2 separate regions of the Zea mays genome follow, and region 1 is linked to region 2. A link is a contact called in public Hi-C data. All regions are on one chromosome and are shown on one strand. Each heading gives the region's core, a stretch centred on a gene start, on an enhancer-like site or on the middle of the called end of the contact. The rest is flanking DNA. Distances are from core to core; before and after follow the strand shown.

Region 1 (3,614 bases), core at 493-2,992, 460 kb before region 2:
GGACCTGGGGCCATAGGCCTGAATCCTCCCCTGCCTATCACATGACTTGAGGACTTGTGTTAGAATAGAAAACAAAAAAACACTAAAAAAATAGTGCCATTGAATAAAAAATAAGGGTCCAACTCAAGTTAGGTTACCCAATTATTTGTTCTAAGGAATGACATTTCTCTCCGTACTAGCACCCTATGCCTCATGAACAAATCTGAGCGCCGAAGTCATTGTCACATCAAAGAATGGGCGTTATGACATGTCAACAGACACCCATTCTCTAATGTGGCACTTGTTATATGCTTTGGTGGCAATTTGAACCACATTGTTCATGTCATGTAAATATATCGATGCATACATTACTTTTTAGAGGGTAAGCGTGTGGATGTTTCCGATTCTCTGTTTTTCCTAAATTTGTCTTATAGCTGTCGTTATCACAACTTAAATAAAAGACTCACAACATGATAGTATTTCTTACCTCCTCTGCATCCAAATCTTAGGTTGGATCCAATATCACTAGCCTATATCTACTGCCACCCACTATCGATCAATCTGTATCCACTATTGCCGGTATTTATCTACCACAACTTTTTAGGCCCCGATTATTTACTCTCTAGATTATATAATCCAACTTAAATAAGTTAAATGACAAACAAACAACATATATTTTTATGTGGATTATATATTCTAGGTACCTAGATTATGATAATCCATAAGCAGTACATTAGATACTTATATAATATATAAGCTGAATTATATAATCCTGGGAGGAAATAAATAGGATCTTAGTGCATAACATTTATAGTCAGCTTACAACCTCATCAGCGTCACGTCAGATTTTCTTTTACAGACTCATACACACAACAAAACATGATTTTTAATTCAAATAAAATACAAAAACGAGGAAAACATTCTGAAAATACATAGCTCGTTACAGCAAATAAAACTACATAAATAAAGTCCATCCAGTTTAAAAACAATAAGGGCTTGTTCGGTTAGCTCTCAATCCATGTGGATTGAGTGGGATTGGATGAGTTTGAATCCCAAACAAGTCAAATTTCTTCTCATTTTTTTCCAATCCCATCCAATCCATGTGTGTTGGGAATAACCGAACAAGCCCTAAAAGTACACGGTTCTTATGCAGTGCCTCGACCACGACGTATCTAAGAACTAATTTCTATTGTATCATGAGGTGTTCTTATACTGATTGAAAGTTCTAGAAAAGGCAGACCATCTGAGTTGCAGAACCATGTGGTACAATTAGGAGTGGTAAAACTTATATTTTGGAGCTCATTAAGTTGACAGTTGTTCACTTTTCCTATTTGCTAGTGACGCGTCGCTAGCTCTTCTGTTAATCACATGGTACGACGACAACAGCCTATGAGCTCCAAAGCTTTCCTAGACATCATGTTACTCATTTCTCGCGAAGCTTTTAGACAGCCAATGAACGGGTTTACTTGCCCGAAAGATCCGCTCAAGAAGCGGAAAAGGGCTATAAAAATCACACCAGACAGTGGTTTCTGATTAGATATCAATCAAAGGAAGCTTTTGAAGGGAAAGGAGTTGCGACATCTGCAAACAAGCGTATTATCCTTGGACAGAAGAATACAATTAAACTATAGCTTCTTTTGTTCCTCAGATCAGATATTGTATTCCTAACTCCTTTTTTGTTTAAAAGCGGTTCTGGGCAGAGCCATTTATTTGCACGCAAAGGCTTCTTTTGTTGCCAACGGCTACGGTACTGGCACGGATGCAGGACTTGGCTGCATCTGGAAGCGACCCGGCTCACCGGTTCTCTGGTGCCTTCGTGTGCCACCTCTCGCACACACAAGAAACTTTTGAGAACCAAAGATAACAACAGGAACATAGCAGAGCAATCGCCACGAAAAATGTCTGATCGATGAGGGACGATAAGGGACAGGCCACTATAGGAACCGAAGGAAAAGGCACTGTCCTATTCCAAAAGCACAAATTCCTCACGCTCGGATCAGACATTGTTCATATGAAATCCACAAATAATTTGCACATATTTCGCCATAAGTCACACAACGACGCTTAAGAAGGCAAACACCAACGAACAATGAAAGATAGCACTGGCACTTCTATCAGGCAGGCACGCATATGTACACCGAAAGTTTGAACAAAAGAGTAGCGAACTAGGCACACTAGTGATCTGCTTGATCACACCTGAAACCTAGTATGTACAAAGAGCGGTAGCCGTTTTTTTCTCTCCTAAAATCAGCTCCACCAGATCGTGCTGTCAGCTAAAATAAGCAGTGAACCACCCACATTTACACCGTGTTTTCCTTTCCTACGAGATACTTACAAAGAGAAACTCCTGTTGCATGCGAAGTATCATTATCGCTTATTGGTTAAGATAGGTGGAAGGATCCCTGGCCCTCTGTAATTGCATAGAGGAGTTTCTCTCTCATCTTTTCCTACAGGAAAAACAAGCAAACTTTCATGGGTCGAAACAAACAAAGCATAGCTAAACATCAAATGCGCGGAAATTTGCTGAGTGAGAAGTTCAGCGTTCAAAACACTTTTTTACTATGAATCAACACAAAAAAAACTTGACTTGCATAATTTTTAGCCTTTTTTTGGTAGCTATGTTGGCTGCTTATTGTTTTTGGTTATGTTGGCTGGGAGGGAGAGATCTTGACGTTGAGATACCCTGAGAACATGGACGTTTAATTTCAATTTATTTCGCCTGATTTGTTTGTTATAAGAAGTTCAATCCAATGTTATCAAATTGTCTAATCAATCCTAGTTGCCATGGCACTGATCAGCTCAACTAATCGTGTCTAATCGTAGTGCAAAGCTGATCGCCATGGCATCGATCAGCCTGACTAATCGTGATTAGTCAGACAACTTTATAATATTGGTTCAATCTCCCAAATGATATAAGAAGTCCAATCTCAATCTATTCCACCTAATGTCCTTTCGATCTCTCAAACCATTAATGATACTGAAAAAATTAACCTAGTAAACTCCACTAAGTTAGGATACGCAGACAGGTCAAACCTTTGAAGAGTATGGAGGTAACTTAAGATAGTTGGCACAAGTCATCACGCTCGGCAGGTCATGATCAACATCATTGCTGTTATTCTGTTTATTATTACATCACAATGTTAGCAAAAGATGGTTCAAACGAACTGAAACATAAACGAGAGCTTTACGACAAAAACAGACCTTTCGAACAACTGTGAACTTTGGATTTAGTGCAGCCAAGCCGCCTGGTGGAAGCCGAGGTGAACCCGTTATAAATTGCAAGAAAGCTCTACGTTGAATGGATCCAAACTCTTGTATGATTTCCAGCAACTGCAATGCATTTTAGATTCAAATAGCAGGCCTCCATTAACGGTTCACAACATACATTGCCAATTCAAAATATCTTGTCTAGAGAACTTACATTAATGACAGGAGGGCTGCTGGAAGTGTAGCCATGATCAAATTTGATGTGATCCACAAGTTTCGCAAACTGTTCAGACCAAGAAATCAGCAACCAGAATAAAATAATAACAAAACATGAACAGATGCCAACAGGAGATAGATGCATACATCCCATGTATCTTGTTCACCACAAAGTAATCTCTCTAGCTCGTCCTCTGAAAAAACCTGGAGTT
Region 2 (3,614 bases), core at 167-2,666:
GCCCTTTTTCTGATGTTTCAGAGCCAATTCAGATGCATCTGATGGATCAAAAATTTCACCAGGCCACCAAGGATGACTTTTCACTTTACCCCAGACAAGATCAGCAACTTGAAACCCGCCTTTATCATGAGGAGGCAGGCAGTATCTAGCACCCTGATCCACACTACCCAGACTAGCAGCCTCTAGGTTGCTGTCCGTGCTATTTTCAACATCAGGAAACTGCTCTCCGGTTTGTGGGAGCATTTCAGATGCATTATTTGTCTGGTCAACTACAGGTGCTCCATCACCTTCATGTTCCTTGGAGCTTTCCTCTATGTCATCAGGCACATTGTTCTGTATTTCCTTATCAAAATGAGCTATGCCATTATCACTTTCATTATTCTTTGTCCCAGGCTCCACGTTTACATGATCTTCAACTTTGTTAGATTCTGAAATGGAATAGGGATATAATTAAAGATGTTGATGAGTAAAAACGGTGCCATCAATATGCAGCACGCCTACAAGCACAGGGCTCTGAGCAGTCTCCTTACCGGCTTCAGCATGTTCAGGAATGGCAGAACCACCACCAGCAGCAGCAGCAGGCACATGTACCACAAGAACCGGATTCTTCTCCGTCTCAGTGAGCAGATCACGAGCTCCTGCTTCTAGCATCTCCTCCTCACCATTCACCGCCTCCAGGCCCTCCGCGGGCTCATCTCCGTGGCCTTCGGCACCAACCATACCAGCTGACTCGTTCGCGTAGAGCGGGTCGCTCACCGCCGTATCTCCCCCTTCACGATCCACATCCGTCGCCAACGTAGCTTTCCCCTCCACTTTCACATCGGCGGCGAAAGCAGGCACCTCGCCCGCAGCTTCCGACGTCGTGACGTCACCGCCCGCCACCGGCTTCGTCTCGCCACCCCCAGGATCCGAGGCCCCGATGGCCCCCGAGCTCATCGGTGCGAGACCTCAGCGCCGCTCCCCGGACGAGGGAATCTGGAAGGACTTGAACAGCGGTGGCAGGAAGTCAGCGAGAGGGGGAGCTCGGAGTTTCTCATCGATCCGGCGGGGCGCCGAAACCCTATGAGCGGATCAGTGCGGGGGAGCACGGAATTTACCTGTGCGAGCGCCGAGCGGGCGGGGGACGTGGTCGGGGTCGAGGGCGCGCGCGTGGGGATGTGAGAGCAGCTCCGGTCTCCGGAGACGGCAGGGCGAGAGATAGATAGATGCGGAGCCGGGGCCGAGCTAGGAAGTGGAGGTCAGGAAGGGGAAGAGTGTGCTCGGCTGCCGTATCGTGTATCGGCGCTCTTGGCCCGAGCTCAAGCGGGTACAGACTGTTCTGTGTTCTCTCATCACGGGGAGGGTAGAGATTGTTTTGATGCTCGTGTCGTGAGTCGTCACCGTCGTATTTTCCTAATGCTTCTCTGTGCATGTCACGCCAGAATCACATTAAACATTCTGGTAGGTTCATCTAGAAATGTAAAATGGGATTCTGATTGACCCTTTTTATCTATCTAAAAGCTAGTACCATTCTGGTAGGTTTTAGGTGGAAATGGTTAAATATAAAATAGCAATCACTGTTATATTACGATTGAATGCACGAGATTGCTTAATTACACATTTACACCAATATAATTGATTGCATAAGTTATATCTTCTGGATAGCTAGCTAAACAAGAGAAGAATCTGCATCAAGGGAGTGAAGTTTGCTTTTACCAACCAATGTACGTGAGCAATAAAGCAAAAAAAAACTATGAGACTGAAGAGGACGAAGAGGTGATGCCTGGAAGAGATGGGTGAGACTGGCGGTGGATGACGATTGATAGGTTTTAAGTTATTAAAGACCCAACAAAACTCTTAATATATAAAATGTATATATGCAAGGAAGGTGCAATTTTTGGTGCAAACTATCCTATCCTATTTCCCTTTCCCTATCCTAACCCTATCCAAACCTCTCCAAGAGAAACCAATGGACAATGAACTTAATTGACAACGGTAGGCCAGATCGTGCTCAGACGAGGTTAAACAAAATACAACTATGGGATAAATAGAATGAACAACGGGCTCAATGGACAACGAGTTAGGTCATCCTCTGATCAAGTTAAATAAAATCTAACTATGTAATATATAGCGATCGCAACGCACAAACATTGTGTTAGTAGCACATATAACTTACAAATACAACAAATAAAAGAATTGTCTCACATATAGATATAGTATAAATATAAACACTAAAAAAGGGTTTCCTTGAACGTCTCACCAAGATGTCTAGACCATATATCTCACTACTAAAATAGCATATATATATATATATATATATATATATATATATAACTTTAAAACCACAACGAACAAAAGTTTTTCCTAACACAAGTTTGTATAGATTCACTCAAACAAGAAAGGGACTGAGATATACTAAGTTTGCTATAGAGCAAGTATAATCTCTACTACTTATTAAGTAAGCAATAGTAGTTTGCCTCCCCTCGTTCTGTCGTCCATCAATCTGGACCGTCCGTATCCTATCGTGCATCTGCGTCTCTCACGCTCCATTCCCCTCCACCGCACGACCGCACCCCAATCCCTAACCTTCCCCGCACGTTCCTCTCTCTACCGCGCTGCTCGTCCCCTGCGGCCCTGCCCCTGCCGCGATAGATGCCTCACGGCCCCCGACAACGACGACCGCGCCGCCATGACCTCCCATCGCCTCCACCTCCGCCGCAGGGCGCACCCTCCCCCTCGCCATGGTCACCGCTGGAGCGCCACCTCTACGCCTCGACCCTGGTATGTCCTCCTCCCAAACCTCGCTACTCCTACCAGATCTGGGTGGGATAGGTAAACGAAAACACCCACCTGGCGACGTCGCTCGCGCCAGCCACCGACTTCGACTGCGTCGTCGACGCCTTCGGGTACAACGAGTTGGCGATTGCGCGATGCCCGAGAGCTCCAACCGCGCGCCCACGGATTTCTCCTCCCCTGCTGCCGGTAGGAACAGGAATACCCTGCGACGGCTTCTCGGGCTCCTTCAGGTCACCCCAGATTGATGTCGTCATCGAGCACCCTGTTTTTTGGGGTTCGGTAAGTCTCGCATGCAGCACCGTGGTCCGCCCCCGATGGCGCGCCTCCGCCCCGAACCAATCGACCGCGAGAAGGTCAGTTGTTACACCCCCTGGCCCCCTTGCTCCCGTTGTCAGGCTTCTACTGTGGAATGTGAATCCCGCGATGCTCCTTGAGGTGGATTGCGCTCTCACAAGTAGCTGGACACTGATGTGCGACTCCACAGCATTAGGTTAGATTTTGCTTGCGTCCAGAGGAATGTGAATGCTGACTAATCCTACTGGTAACATTTTCTCTTGTGTGCAGACCTGTCCTAGCTCTGCTGCTCAGGGTTTCCACGAGGGTAAGCGTGCTTATGTCTTCTTGTTTTTGTCCCAACGAATGCATTTATTGGTTACTCCATGCTGATTAGCACTTTAGTGTATTGATTGAGACTTGGGAACCTGTAGTATACTTAATACTTGATTCACTTGTTTGCGTTGCTACTGCAACTTTTTAGTCGATTTTGTTGTACCTATAGTGCATGGTGGACAGCAGAAAGCTTTTCATCATCAAACTATGTCTTCTCTTATATAAAATGT

Evidence for each region. Hi-C and Micro-C count contacts between places; a contact is called where the count stands out from the background.
Region 1: a Hi-C map of leaf shows a contact between it and region 2, with 3 times the contacts expected there. The contact joins the enhancer-like site here to the promoter of LOC103635772 in region 2. A contact is called at or near these places in 2 of 25 Hi-C or Micro-C datasets (endosperm and leaf).

What each region holds. Positions count from the first base shown.
Region 1 is chr8:120,446,764-120,450,377 of Zm-B73-REFERENCE-NAM-5.0, reverse strand. It overlaps LOC103635779 (E3 ubiquitin-protein ligase UPL4), which reads right to left. Exons shown (of 17, transcript XM_008658155.4): 13 at 3,550-3,614; 14 at 3,401-3,469; 15 at 3,181-3,309; 16 at 3,013-3,096; 17 at 1,965-2,426. The coding sequence ends at 2,361. Among protein-coding and RNA genes, the nearest start is that of LOC103635779, 15 kb to the right of the region's middle. Within about 2 kb of position 1,742, at least 6 of the 20 cell types and tissues checked have an H3K27ac peak or open chromatin away from gene starts, as enhancers often do. A contact at or near this core is called in leaf, where this site is marked.
Region 2 is chr8:119,987,120-119,990,733 of Zm-B73-REFERENCE-NAM-5.0, reverse strand. It overlaps LOC103635772, which reads right to left and starts at 1,416. Exons shown (of 4, transcript XM_008658152.3): 1 at 1,098-1,416; 2 at 531-975; 3 at 1-428. The coding sequence starts at 936.